2 separate regions of the Hordeum vulgare genome follow, and region 2 is linked to region 1. Evidence: chromatin contacts called from public Hi-C data. All regions are on one chromosome and are shown on one strand. Each heading gives the region's core, a stretch centred on a gene start, on an enhancer-like site or on the middle of the called end of the contact. The rest is flanking DNA. Distances are from core to core; before and after follow the strand shown. Region 1 holds the start of LOC123444231 (transcription factor LATE FLOWERING-like). Region 2 has its middle 190 kb from the start of LOC123441852.

Region 1 (7,674 bases), core at 1,435-3,934:
TAAAAGTACTTCGGGTCTGGCATATTTCTTGGGCAGGAGCATAGTAACTTGGCTATCACAAAAGCAGAAGGTGGTCGCATTATCGTCCTGCGAAGCAGAGTATATAGCAGCTGCAACCGCAGCGGGTCAAGGTGTGTGGCTAGAAAGGCTACTCGGTGACCTCACAGATAAAGAACCTGAAAGAGTGGTGCTCAATGTTGACAACAAGTCTGCGATTGCCCTGTGTAAGAATCCAGTGCATCATGACAGGAGTAAGCACATAGATATAAGGTATCACTACATACGACAGTGCGTGGAAGAAGGCAAGATTGAAGTCAACTACGTTTGCACCGACGACCAGCTTGCAGATATCCTGACCAAGTCTTTGGGACGACAGAAGTTTACAGAGATGCGGAGAAGGATCGGCGTCCAAGCTGTGAAGTGAGGACATCATGTTTAGGGGGGTGATTGTTGGAATTAACCACGAGTCCTAGTCCGGCTTGGACTTGGAACCGTCACCGTGTAGGTATAGGATTAGTAGTTGTCTTGGTTAGCTACTATATATACGTACAAGTACCCCTGTAATATTGGATCAGATCAAAGCAATACACAGAAATAGTCGGGAGCGACACGCTCCCGTAGCCATCATATCCTCGTGTTCTCTCGCGTGTGTGTCTCGGCGACGCTAGTTCCGATCGATCAAGGCAGCAGCCAGGTTGCTACGTACGTGTGCATGAGAAACCATCCACCTGCTAGCCTGCCTGCTTAGGTTACGCGTACGTGCACGTCTCCTCCAGGAACCGATAGTCCGGTTTGTTTTCGTCATCGTCCCTGGTTACCGTCGCCGGAAAGTACTCGGCGTCTGGTTTGGGCCAACATCACCAACTTATAAGTTGAAAAGTGTAAAAAATAACTTATTTTGCTAAATAGACTCAACTTATAAGTCACTCCAACTTATAAGTCATAAGTTGCTCCATCCCAACTTAAAACTTATAAGTCATCCACTTTTGCATGAAAAGATAACTTATAAATCAGATGACAATCAAAAATGCACGACTTACAAGTTACTGGTTTTAAGTCACCTGACTTATAAATCAGGTGACTTATTAAAACCAAACATGGCCTTAGTTCATAGTAGTGCCAAGAAAGAAAGAAAATAGTAGGTGCACATGATGATAAGCGTGTGACGACACTATCACGTGCCTCCCAATCAAATGAGATAGTACATGACAAATCAATACGCTGGAAGCAAACCAAATTACGTGCATGCACTAGATCGACAACGTTGCTTTTCCTTGAAAGACGATAACGTCCTTCCTTAAGGATACCAGAATTGCAGTTCTCCCAAAGCTATCATTGCAGCAACTCCCTAAAAAATCCAAGATTGAGACCTCTTTCCCACTCTTATTTTACTTGTAGAAGTCTGTACCCATCCTTACGCAATGGTAGCATCATATTCAGAGCAAGTTAAAGCCTACCATGTGCCCAAATACTCAGCGCTAGTTTGACTATGCTTACTATTGACTGAAGGGGGTTAACCAACTTGTCGTCACTGCCTCGCACAGCTAACACAAGTGCTATGCTCCAAAGTGTCAAACATCTCCATTTGATGGCAGCTTTTTTTTAAACAAGAAAATACACGCATGTAAACAAAGCTCTAGACTCCAAATCGTATGAAATCGGTTGCCTATCATCATCAATGCGTGGTCCTCTCCTCTACATGACCCTATCATATACAGATTTTATGGGCCCTCCTATCTTGTTTTAACCAAAATAAAAAAAGGATGTGAAAACATGTCAGCATTAAATTTCTCTTTGTTTTTTCGGGGGTCTTTGTTTCCCCCTCATTGCTTTGTCGTCATAGTTTTGTCTGATTATCCCCCAATTTGCATCTACTCTCCAGCAACCTGATGTAGATCCCTTGTCATCTTGCTCTCTGTAAAAGGATTTGACTAAGATCCATGTTGCTTCACCGTCAAACTTACACAGAATCGATTTTACTGTTTATATATATGTAGGGAATCACACATGTCCGAGAGAAAAAAAAAACTACATAAATTACTTATGAGTGGTACCAGAAGGTGTAAGCGAGGGGGGGTACACAAAATATGGCCTGCTCCTTGTGCTTCTTGGTACTCTATCACATGTGGGCAAAAATAAAGTGACAAAAAGTTACTGCTGAAACGGACAGGAGAGTGAGGCAGTGTTCTGATTCTTCAATCTGAATCCAAAGGCAAAAAAAGCTAGCGGAGCCCCGGGAACAAGCGGGAAGCTTTAGATCGGAGACCAAATGCTTCTGCTCGATCTTTTTTTCTGAAAACGGAGGAACTGCTCCCTGCCTCTGCATCATTAGATGCACAACATAACCCATTTCTATTTTTAATTTGAGTGCATGACATCAAAGACCTAGCTAGGAGGTTCTACATGTAGTGAGAGTGTGATATATAGGGTAAACCCCTGCACTGCAGATTACGTAATGCACAAAACAAAACGAAGCATTGTTCAAAACAGAACCGTTAAGCTGTGTAAGATGCATAAAGATTACTGATTTGGACAAGTATTTATGAGAGCGCGTCAGCTGTGCAACTTCATGTGCTGTGCTGCCCACTCATCATCATCCTTTCCCAACTGAACAGCCCCACATACAGGAACAGAGAACGCTAGAGATAGAAAGAGAAACCATATGCTTCGACCAATCTCGTTTTCCCGTTTTCCAGAGAGAGAGAGAGAGAGTACTATACATAGAGTCATAGACACATAGACACATAGAGCTAGCTTAGCCATCTATAAAAGAAGAGCCCCATATACTGCCATCAACAGGAGGACCATATCCCACACGTATGATCTGTACTGTCTTCTCCCTCTCTTTCTCAGAGCTAGCATAGCATAGATCCAGAGCTTCCCTCCCTCCCGGAAGTTAGCTACTCTAGGTTGCTAGACCGGCCGCGGCCGGCTTGCTCGATCAGGTCCAAAGCCATCGATTGATCAATCATCTGCTCGATCTGCTCTGCTGCCATTAGAGTGGTCTCTCATCTCTCTGCAAGACACGGGTACCTCTACATCTACATATCCACAGTGTACATACGCTACTAGAGTTGTGGCTTGGCTAGGTGTAGCAGTCTATAGTACTTCATATCTCCATCTCCATCTCCATCTCCTCCCCCTTCTCGTGGCAGCTTGCGTAGTACAGTAGGATTTATGAAGATATATGCCTCTTGATGGCTCGGAGCCTCATACTTTCTTGGCTTGTTCCAGGTCGATCGAACCGGCGAGTCTCTCTCTCTCGGCCTTGGTCGCCGGCGCGCTGGCTCCCTGACCAAGGAGTTGCCGGCCTGGGAATTGGAGCGATAATCTTTCAAGCTGTGCTCTACCTCCGTCGGCGGCGAAGCTAGCTGGTGGCACCCATTGTTGCTCCACCCTGCAGTCATCTGGTTTCATCTCAAAGGTATGGTGAGCTAGCTGCAAAGAATCTATATATATACGCATATTAACTACTCCCTCCGTTCTCTAGAAAGACTTATATCTAGGAACGGAGGAGGGAGTAGCACATAGTTAGAGAATGTGGTTTTATGCATGCACTGCACACTTAATCGGCGAGCGTATGAGCCTACTTTTCACATATAAAGAGATACGTGCATGGTAATACGATCGAGTAGGAGATTCTGTAGGATGGTGAGACGTGATTCTTGAGATTGGTAGTAGTAATTATGGGGTGGCGCGGATGGCGGTGTAATTATGGGGTTGGAGTTGGAGACATCTCCGATCGACTTCTCTCCGCCGGCCGTCCTTGTCCGCCCATCAATACCACGCCCGCGTGACACTGTTCCCTGACGTTCACGTTTCCAACCCGGCCGCGGCCCACTCCGATCCACTCCCAACCTCAGTTTTGATTCCCTCCGCTCCATCGTAATCGTATCATTATTCATAGTATCGCTCTAGCTATTTACGGCACGGCCGAGAACAACATGCTAACGCTTTCACTCTTCCGTTACGTGCAGCAGGCAGCCGCGCGCGCGCGCGTCGTCCCAGAATCCCTGCGCCAGTCAATTAAGCAGCGCGAGATTCTCCCGGGCCATGGACACCTTCGGCTGGTCGTCCGGCCCCGGCCTGCACGACGACGCCTACCTGCCGCGTCCGGCGAGCCAGGTCATGAGCTGCGGCCGCTTCGACCTGGACGACGCCTTCCTCGGCCAGCTCCAGTGCGACTTCGGCGGAGGAGGACAGCAGGTGAGCTCCAGCTACGGTAACGGTGCAGCTGCCGTCGGAAGCGCGGCGGGGGGCTCGACTGGTGACGGCCAGCTGGGGTTCTTTGGCTCGGGGGTCGACGTGTTCTCGTCCGTCGTCGACGGCGCCAGCGCGCACGACGGCCTGCTCGACTCGGCGCTCGCCTTTTCCGGGGTGCTCCCGTGCGGCGGGGACGGCGACCCCGGGGCCGTCTCCAACGGCGCCATGTTCTCCGGCTACAGCGGCACCACCGTCTGCAACATCTCCTCCGGGGAGTCCAACAACTACAGCGGCGGCGGCGGCGGCGGCCACGACGTAGCCGAGGTGGCGTCGCCGACGTCCACCATATCGCCCACCACGACGTCGCATCCCACGATTACTTTGGCGCAGGCGGCGCTCCACGAGAGCCGGAAGCTACCCGCGGACGACTGCCCCGCCACAATAGCAACGGCGCCGCCGCTCCCACGCGCCGGCACAAAGCGGAAGGCCCCGGCCACGACAGCGACGAGCATCACGTTCGGCCTGCAGGACACCAACTCAGCCGGGGCGGCCGGCGGGTACGAGCCGGACATGGAGGCGATGGCGCAGGTGAAGGAGATGATCTACCGCGCGGCGGCCATGCGGCCGGTGAGCCTCGTGACGGAATCCCCCGCTGCGGGCATCAGCAAGCCGCGGCGCAAGAACGTGCGCATCTCGAGCGACCCGCAGACGGTGGCGGCACGCCTCCGGCGGGAGCGCGTGAGCGACCGCCTCCGCGTGCTACAGAAGCTCGTCCCCGGCGGGAGCAAGATGGACACGGCGTCCATGTTGGACGAGGCCGCCAGCTACCTCAAGTTCCTCAAGTCCCAGGTCCAGGCGCTGGAAACCCTAGGAACCAGCAGTAGCACCGGCACCGGCACCAGCGCCGCCGCGGCCGCCAGCACGGGCAGGTTACTGCACTCGCACTCACAGCAGCAGCACTATTACAGCAACAACCCTGGATTTCTCGGATTTCCGAGAAATAACAACAACAACAACATGTCTTCCGTCTTCAGAAATCCTGATGGGAATTCTGGCAGACTGTTGTAGTACTGTTTAGTTACGTTGCTGTTTCGTACTGTTTCAGGTCGTCGTGTCAAGAGTACGCGTACGTGCTTAACTAGTACAGTACTGTATACATACACATATACTACTAATTAAGGTTTAGTGTCGTCATGTACTCTTGTCCAGAATTGATTAATTTGGATCGGTCCGCTGCATCGTCGAAGCAATTCAGCTGCAGCGTGAGATCGAGACCGTGCCGGTGGCAGGACATCTTGATTGGAGAAGAAAAGGAAGAGATATGAAATTATTGAGATATCCATTTGCATTGTATCAAAGTGCCTGGGACATGGTCTCAAAAAAAAGTGCCTGGGACATGACCGGCGTGGCGTGCATGTAAAATCGTAGTGAGAGTTTCTCTTCCATGAGTTATATCCTAAAATAGCATAGGAAATTACTTTGAATACAGTAGTAATAATCGGTGTAATTATATACTCCCTCCGTTTTTAAATACTCCCTCATTTCCGGTTTATAGAGCTCAAATCTAAAATCTCATCAACCAAGTTGACTTGTGACTGGATGACATTAGTTTTAACTAGACAATGAAATATTTCTCACATATTTAATTTCTAAGGCAATAAATGTAGCATCCTCCTTTTCATTGGACTTGCATGATGGATGTAAAAAATGATGCATGCATAGTCACTTATTTTCTTTCTCTATACTCTATGAATTAAATATGACGTGGGACTCAAAGCACTTTAACTCAATTAGACTCAAATGGGCCTAATACAGTGGAAATCCGAAAATTTTGAGATGGACCCTATAAACCGGAAAGGAGAGAGTATAAGTCTTTTTAAATATTTTATTAAGGGGCTACATACGAAGCAAAAATAAATGAATCTACACTTCAAAGCATGTCTATATACATCGGTATGTAGTCTTTTAATGAAATTTTTTAAAACACTTATATTTAGGAATGGAGGAGTATGTAATTAAAACTTGCATGCATGGATCATCTGATTGCTGCACATGCATGCATGCATGCATGCATGCCGTCACCCACACAACGGCTGAGCTCCATAGCTACAAATGTGTGAATCATACTTACATCTTAAAATAGCATAGGAAGTTATTTTAGAATGATAATGGTGTGATTATGTAAAGAGTTTACACATGCATGGAGGATGATTTCTTCCGCTCAATCATCACCGTCTGATTGCTGCACATGTATGCGTGACGTCAGCTGCAGAGGTACCATGGCTACAAATGAGAATCATTGGGTACATGTCCCAAACACGGCAAACTTTTTGCGTGCTTTGTGCATGTGTCGATGTCCAACTCTTTTGTTCCAGTTCCGGGATGATTAACCAACCGGTCTTCTCCTCCCTTTAATTTGCACCCCACAAACGCAGCGAATCCGATTTCCAGGTGCGAGCTTCAAAGGGAGCCACCTAGCTAGGGCGACGAAGATATGTAGCTAGATATACAAATACAGATGTGTGAAAAAGGTTCGGCCTTTTAAATTTCTCTATCATATCAAAGATGATCTAGCTAGCTAGATGCTACGTCTAGCATCACCCTTATCTAATCTAATCTAATCTAATCTAGCTATGAATATATGGCATGTCGTCTTTTTATCTTATCTGCAGCGGCGTGTAATGGTGGCAGCTGGTCCAGGCTTTCTGCTGCACTGCATGCTGCTGATGATAAAAAGATAAGCGGTGGGAATGAATCGGGATTAAGTTAGTATAACACGTAAGGAAAGGGTCTTTTGCTGCTGCGATAGCCTAGCCGGTGCATGCATGCATGCATATGGTATGCTGGATCGACCGAAGCATGCAGACCGAGCAGGGTGAAACCCTAGACGCGCTGTCAGTTCTCGCCGGCACATATGCCTGATATGCATGCAATGCAAGCACCGTTCGACCGTACTACTACTCCATAGACCATATATAGGCATCATCGTTAACACTTGTGATATGGTTAACAGGGGAGAGGAATCATGTCACACACGATTAAGAGCTAGCCAGGGTAGCCCGAGGCACAGGAATGTGTGCCCGTCCTTGTCTATTGCCTATCCTGCTCTTTGAGATGTGTGCGGATGCTGGGCGATCAGCGAGAGGGGTGCGGCGCTTTTGCAGGGCGCTTTCGGGCTGGGGACGCGGTGCAGCAGGAATAATGGCATCGCAGCATCACCATGCATCGGTACCACCACATCCCGAGACCACACCACACCGCACGCAGGCTCTCGCTTTGGTTTGGCTGCTGCAGCAGCGGCAGCCCGCCGGCGTCGCCAAAAGACATTCTCTCTGGGGCTGGGGCTGCCCCCCATCCCCATGTGTGCCACTGCCACTGCCACTGCCACTGCCACGGCAGGCCGCAGTCTGCATCTGCTCCCCGCGCTCGCTGCCACCGCCCCAATTCCCGTCGAGACCCCCCAAGCCCAGG
Region 2 (7,674 bases), core at 1,704-4,203, 380 kb before region 1:
CTTTCTTTCACCTTTCTTCTTTACCCTAAAAGGGGTAGATCCATTGTTGTTCACTTGCCATCGATGTTCACTTTGATGCCTGAACTTAAAAAATACACCGAATTGGTTCCAAAACTTGACAATATGGTTCAAATCACGTCTAGATACGTATGTATTAGGATTTTTTCACTGTTTTAACCTTTTTTCTAAACATGGGCACAAAATGAACCAGATTTGAAACCATTTCACGATCTGACCCTTTTAGAAACGCCACAAGCCGTGGCGTTGCTGCCCCACTATGCAACGCCTGTCTACCGTGGAGTTGCTGCCCTACAGTGATACGCCTGTCTACCGTGGCGTTTTTTCTTTTTTGCAACGCCAGTCTACCGTGGCGTTACAGACCCACTGTGAAACGCCAACAATGCTGGCGTTGCTGCCCTACAGTGACACGCTTGTCTACCGTGGCGTTTCTTCTTTCTTGCAACGCCAGTCTAATGTGGTGTTGCAGGCCGATTGTGAAACGCCAACAGTGCTGGCGTTGCAGACCCACTATGGAACGCAGCGACGACATCCAGCCAGCCCACGGCATGTTGCCAGCAACATGTGTACTGCTAAAACGCCATGGACCATAGTGTTTCACTCGTGGCCTGCAACGCCACGTTAGACTGGCGTTTGAGTGGGTCTGCAACGCCACATTAGACTGACGTTTCTATGTGCTTCTGCAACGCTACATTAGACTGGCGTTTCTATGTGCGTCTGCAACGCCACGGGCTCTGGCGTTTCAAAAAAGGTCAGATCGTGAAATGGTTTCAATCAGAGTTCATTCCGTGAAATACTTTCATCCCAGGGGTCAAAATCGTGAAAAAATCCTATGTATTGCTGACTAGACATGTCAGCATGGCGCGGGGCCCACTTGCAGTGCCGGATAAACTGACACAAAGAATTTGTCTCGGTGACCATCGGATCCCACCTGTTAGTACACAACCATAATAAACAAAAATATGGTTAGGCTGATATTCGAACCAGGAGACTGTGCTCCATGAAAGACCTGTGTAACCACTTCCACGAGGTAAAATTATTGTCTATTCATCATCACTAGCACAATTTATCTACCTGACAAGACCGTTGAGTTGAATGGAGTAAAGTTAGTGCAACCCATTTTCCACCTATTAGTTGTTTTTTTCATTTTGGAAATTACAAGATATTCAGGTAGTATATAAAGTGTTCATGCTTTTAGAAAATGTATTTCTAGTTCTAAAAAGTGTCCATGTATTTTAATAAAGTAAATGTGTTTTTCAAAAGATACATTTTTGAATGAAAATATTCTTTTAAATATCCGTAGAAAAATATATGACAGCCTAGTGTGCCCCAAGGATTTTATACATTCTCATATTTAAATTAACACATTTTAAACTATGCATATATTTTTATAGTTAAAAAACATTTTAAGACAATAAGATTCTAGATTTATGTTGATTACCATTACAATATTTTATGTATGTTCTAAAATTTCTAAAAATGAAAAAAGGGCACATGTGGAAGGGTCACATAAAAAGGGAAAAAAACTAAAATTCTAAAAAGGGGGCACGTGGATACATCTTCTAAAATTGAAGATTTTGAAAATTAGATGAACAATTGAAAATGTATACATTTTTGAAAATTGTAAAATTATTTTACTATAAGCACAAATTGTAAAATGGGCCCCGTGCCATGTTGGTATGCCTAGTCAACAGTACATATGTATCTAAATGTGATTTAAACCGTATTTGAACCATACAACCAAGTTATAGAATCAGACCAATGTATTTTTCAAGTTTAGACACCAAAGTGATCATCGATGGTAATTTTAGGCACTACTAGTGTTATTACCTCTGTTTTGATCATCATCCCAACTAGTCCCAGTGCGGGGTCAACCTACAGAGGATGTTTGACCGATTACCAACTAGCAGCGACGATGCAATTAGTCTGCTCTTGGACCATCTGTTGTGCATTAGTCGCCTCACACTTGCACAGATACAATGCACCGCACACAACAGATTAACGCCTCTGCTTAATTATTCAAAAGTGTTGACTACACATTAGATTACCCATTAATACATGACAAACAGTTGAATGATGCACAGATAGATCGTTCGGTAGGAGAGGGGTTGGACTAGGAAGATGGATCTGCTGGTCCCCGTCCTGCACAACAACTTGTAGGGGGCCGGCCAGTGAAGATCGTAGATCGAGCCAGTGCAACCAGAACTGCAATTCCATGCACACGCATATGGCACCACTGCACCTAGCCATCTAAGGGTAGGCTTAATGGAGTAATTTTAAGACCGACCAGATACCGCTTCCCATTTAGTATCAGATTCAGAAGGAGATCCATCGATGCGATGAAGAAGATGATGCAAACGAGCCGTAGAAGCTCTGCTCATCATAGCGGCAGTGGAATGGGCATGTGTTCATGTCCAGCAGAATGGCAGACAAATGTTCCCGCGCTGGCTGCGTACGTACGTGCATTTCTTCCAGCGTGCGCTCTCGGCATCGGCCATCAAAGTGAGCTAGGCTAGCTAGGTGGAGGTTGGTGCATCAATTCGGTGCTTCTCGGGCGCGGGCACATCCCGACGCCGACGTGATCTGGCCCCGGAAACAAAAGCCACCACCCATCCCTCTCCTCGATCCGTATCCGCCCGCGATCCGCCTCCGCGCAACTGGTGGCGCAGAAGCCCTCTCAAGGCCGCGCACTGGATTTCCCGCGACGGCGACGGGCACGACGGGGACGGCGGGCGCGCGCGGGGACAAGGCGAGAGCATTAAGCCGGCCAGGACAGCGTGCATGTACAGGGACCGGTTCCTGGAGCCCCCATGGCCATGGGGGCCGGGTGAGCTGAACTGACCAGGGGAGCTGCGAGAGGGCGCGTCCACCATAATTGAGGTCTGACCTGCAGGCTGCGCCCTCTGGGTGGTCCGCGCGGGCGACAGGGACGTGTGCTGCCGCGCGGGCGCGTGTCCGGCCCATCTCGCGTAGCCCTCCCCGCGGGCGACCGGGGCACGGCAGAGCGCGGGATCGGATCGGAGGAGGAGGAAGCAACGGGGAGCGAGCGGCCATCCCGATTGAATGTCGGGGCTCGATCCGGAGGCAGAGTGCGCGGCCTGCTCATTCCGCCCAGCTCAGCTGCGCGCAACACGTACGGTACCATACGGGATGCACCCTCCCTTTGCCCAGGGAAATACTACTACGGTATCTGGGTATCGTATCGATCATGTAGAAATTAGAAACTGCTAGTGGTATGCAGTAGCATTCCACTACTATAGTAGTTTGATTCGGGTAGGCTCAACCAACCTATGTGCACTGCCAAAATGGTCCATGCGTAGGATACCTGAGAGGTTGCTTTTACAAGTACTAGCGCGGAACATGGTGGGATCAATGAAGCTTAAATGTCGGAGATCGGTGGTCCTGTGGTCCAAGCTAGGGTATCAAATGTGTCCTGCTGCGTTATGGAATTTATTTACGGTGTTCCACAGAGTAGTTAACTGTAAGTTTTCGGCAAGATTTCAGAAAAAGAGACATGGGAAATTGGAAATCCAGCTCCGATCCAAGCTCACATTCTCTCTGAATCTCTACTTCTAAAAGAACAGTTTGTACGTAGTTGGTACCCAGAAGCAGTTTGTACGTTGTTGGTACCCCTAAGCCATCAATCCATCGATGCATCATCTCCCAATATTTTCATGTGCTAGTCCCCTTAACTATTCAGGTCCTACATTCAAAAATAGTCTTATCATCTCCCAGTATTTCGTAAAACATTTCTACAACACGTCTGATTGATTTGGAAAAACACATCTTATCCCTAACTGAACTCAAGAACACACTATCCATTACATGCTACATAAAACATAATGAAGTGTTTTGTTTTTAGCAAAAAGTTCAAATCACATGTTTGCAACCACTAAAATATTTGTGTCAACACTACAAGAAATATGTCAGCTTGCGACCTTCAATATTGGTCACTGAATGGTCGTTGATTTCCATTTATGACATTTTTACGACCAAAATGGGTTGGTCAAAAGGTGGCATTCTCTAATGAACTATAAGGATCTTTCTTCTGGAATGGTCGTAGACATTTACGACCAAACGAAAAGGTCGTTGGTTCTACGACCAATTGTTTTGGTCATTGGTTGTCTGTCGAGGACACGTAAGACCCAACGTGGCAAGCTGACATGGAAAATTTACGACCAATTGGATTGGTCATTGATAAGAATCATCCCGATCCAATTCGGTGTTTTACAGGGCCGAGCCCAACAATTCAGCCTTTTTACTTTTTTCTATTAATTTTCGTCAGCTACATGGGCCAGGCCCAACATTTTAGCCTTTTTAATTTTGGGTTGTGGCCTTTTACTTTCTATTGATTTTCTTTTTTGGCCATTTTATTTTTGTATTGGTCCCACTAGTCAGATTGATCCCACATGTCATGTTGATCTCATAATTCCAATCCACACCATAAATTTTGTAATTTGTCAAACAATTCTCATAAGTGGGTACCCCTTGTGAGGTTTCCTTTTCGTATGTATACAAATCACATACGAAATCAATATTTTGAATAGATCACAAAACAAATGAAATTCGTCCAAAACAACACTAATTAAATTAGTCTATTACAATCTTTACTCTACTATAATTCAAATATGCCTACTAGTGCCTACTATCATAATACATGATATGCTACTCTTTGCATATAGGCTTCACGACTTCACGACTTCATGATTGGCTTCACATTTCACCTATGCAAAAAATAAGAACAAAATAGTAGCCAATGAGGGAACAAAATAGTAGCATATGTATAGGTTGACGGTACTAATCGATGTGAACCTTAGGAAGAAGAAGTTAAAGCTGAGGACGGAACCTAATTAATCATGTTGTTGTGGAAAACACAACACGTAAAAGCAAAGTAGCCGTAATATGTATCCGAAATGCTAGTATCTTTCTGCTTGTTTACGTACTAAATCCTAGTATCTCGTGAACCCCATCTACACCGTGTGTCCATGCTTTTTGTATATTTGTTTTGGTAAAAACAACAGGTAATCTTCACCATCATACCTATTCCTAACTGTCTACGTTTGTTTTATGTGTCAACATATTAGCATTGTTCCGGTGTTCATACTGTTCATTTTACGAAACGACACCTTAAAGCATATTATGACATGATTTAACTTGACGTGGCAGTATCTGGTAGCAATTAATTAAATCCTAATATTTTGAAAGATTTAGGATAATATCTGTTTTCTGCAGTAGGGGTTCCAACAACGTGCACCCCCAAGAGCAACAACTCGTTAGAAGCTACCATTTGTATCGAATAACACAGTCATAGCTGGGACTATCAAAACTAGTGATAATGCACAAGAAACTTTTGCATGTCTATACAAGCAAACATTACAAAAGTGCAATTCTAATTCTCATCTCACTCCAAAAAAGTGACTCTGAAAAAACCAGACATACAATAGAGAAACAAACTCAAATAGATATGATAGCTCTGTTGGAATTATGCCCTAGAGGCAATAATAAATATAGTAATCATTATAATTCTTGTATCAAGATAATCGTTTATTATCCATGCTATAATTGTATTGAATGAAGACTCATTTACATGTGTGGATACATATACAAAACACTGCCCCTAGCAAGCCTCTAGTTGGCTAACCAGTTGATCAAAGATAGTCAGTGTCTTCTGATTATGAACAAGGTGTTGTTGCTTGATAACTGGAACACGTCATTAGGAGAATCACGTGATGGACTAGACCCAAACTAATAGACGTAGCATGTTGATCGTGTCATTTTGTTGCTACTGTTTTTCTGCGTGTCAAGTATTTGTTCCTATAACCATGAGATCGTATAACTCACTAACACCGGAGAAATACTTTGTGTGTATCAAACGTCACAACGTAACTGGGTGACTATAAAGATGCTCTACAGGTATCTCCAAAGGTGTTCGTTGAGTTAGTATGGATCAAGACTGGGATTTGTCACTCCGTGTGACGGAGAGGTATCTCGGGGCCCACTCGGTAATACAACATCACACACAAGCCTTGTAAGCAATGTGACTTAGTGTAAGTTGAGGGATCTTGTATTACGGAACGAGTAAAGAGACTTGCCGGTAAACGAGATTGAAATAGGTATGTGGATACTGACGATCGAATCTCGGGCAAGTAACATACCGAAGGACAAAGGGAATGACATACGGGACTATATGAGTCCTTGGCACTGAGGTTCAAACGATAAGATCTTCCTAGAATATGTAGGATCCAATATGGGCATCCAGGTCCCGCTATTGGATATTGACCGAGGAGTCTCTCGGGTCATGTCTACATAGTTCTCGAACCCGCAGGGTCTACACACTTAAGGTTCGACGTTTTTTTATGCGTATTTGAGTTATATGGTTGGTTACCGAATGTTGTTCGGAGTCCCGGATGAGATCACGGACGTCACGAGGGTTTCCGGAATGGTCCGGAAATGAAGATTGATATATATGATGACCTCATTTGATTACCGGAAGGTTTTCGGAGTTACCGGGAATGTACCGGGAATGACGAATGGGTTCCGGGAGTTCACCGGGGGGGCAACCCACCCCGGGGAAGCCCATAGGCCTTGGGGGTGGCACACCAGCCCTTAGTGGGCTGGTGGGACAGCCCAAAAAGGCCCTATGCGCCATCAGAAGAAAATCAAAGAGAAAAAAAGGAGGAGGTGGGAAAGGGAAGAAGGACTCCACCCACCAAACCAAGTTGGACTCGGTTTGGGGGGGGGGGAGACCTTCCCCCCTTGGCTCGGCCGACCCCCTTGGGGCTCCTTGAGCCCCAAGGCAAGGCTCCCCCTCTTCCCCCTATATATACGGAGGTTTTAGGGCTGATTTGAGACAACTTTTCCACGGCAGCCCGACCACATACCTCCACGGTTTTTACTCTAGATCGCGTTTCTGCGGAGCTCGGGCAGAGCCCTGCTGAGACAAGATCATCACCAACCTCCGGAGCGCCGTCACGCTGCCGGAGAGCTGTTCTACCACTCCGTCTCTCTTGCTGGATCAAGAAGGCCGAGATCATCGTCGAGCTGTACGCGGAGGTGCCGTCCGTTCGGCACTAGATCGTGGGACTGATCGCGGGACGGTTCGCGGGGCGGATCGAGGGACATGAGGACGTTCCACTACATCAACCACGTTCACTAACGCTTCTGCTGTACGGTCTACAAGGGTACGTAGGTCACACATCCCCTCTCGTAGATGGACATCACCATGATAGGTCTTCGTGCGCGTAGGAAATTTTTTGTTTCCCATGCGACGTTCCCCAACAGTGGCATCATGAGCTAGGTTCATGCGTAGATGTCTTCTCGAGTAGAACACAAAAGTTTTTGTGGGCGGTGATGTGCGTTTTGCTGCCCTCCTTAGTCTTTTCTTGATTCCGCGGTATTGTTGGATTGAAGCGGCTTGGGCCGACATTACTCGTACGCTTACGAGAGACTGGTTTCATCGCTACGAGTAACCCCGTTGCTCAAAGATGACTGGCAAGTGTCAGTTTCTCCAACTTTAGTTGAATCGGATTTGACCGAGGAGGTCCTTGGATGAGGTTAAATAGCAACTCATATATCTCCGTTGTGGTGTTTGCGTAAGTAAGATGTGATCCTACTAGATACCCCTGGTCACCACGTAAAACATGCAACAACAAAATT

The links. Hi-C and Micro-C count contacts between places; a contact is called where the count stands out from the background.
Region 2: a Hi-C map of seedling shows a contact between it and region 1, with 4 times the contacts expected there. The contact joins the enhancer-like site here to the promoter of LOC123444231 in region 1. A contact is called at or near these places in 5 of 6 Hi-C or Micro-C datasets (leaf and seedling) and 1 of 1 datasets of contacts at active chromatin or transcription factors (embryo).

Annotation. Positions count from the first base shown.
Region 1 is chr3H:456,473,680-456,481,353 of MorexV3_pseudomolecules_assembly, reverse strand. LOC123444231 (transcription factor LATE FLOWERING-like) reads left to right here and starts at 2,684. Exons shown (of 3, transcript XM_045120892.1): 1 at 2,684-3,029; 2 at 3,235-3,424; 3 at 3,981-5,687. The coding sequence starts at 4,054. The coding sequence ends at 5,271.
Region 2 is chr3H:456,852,055-456,859,728 of MorexV3_pseudomolecules_assembly, reverse strand. No RefSeq gene overlaps it. Among protein-coding and RNA genes, the nearest start is that of LOC123441852, 190 kb to the left of the region's middle. Within about 2 kb of position 2,953, at least 3 of the 3 cell types and tissues checked have open chromatin away from gene starts, as enhancers often do. A contact at or near this core is called in leaf and seedling, where this site is marked.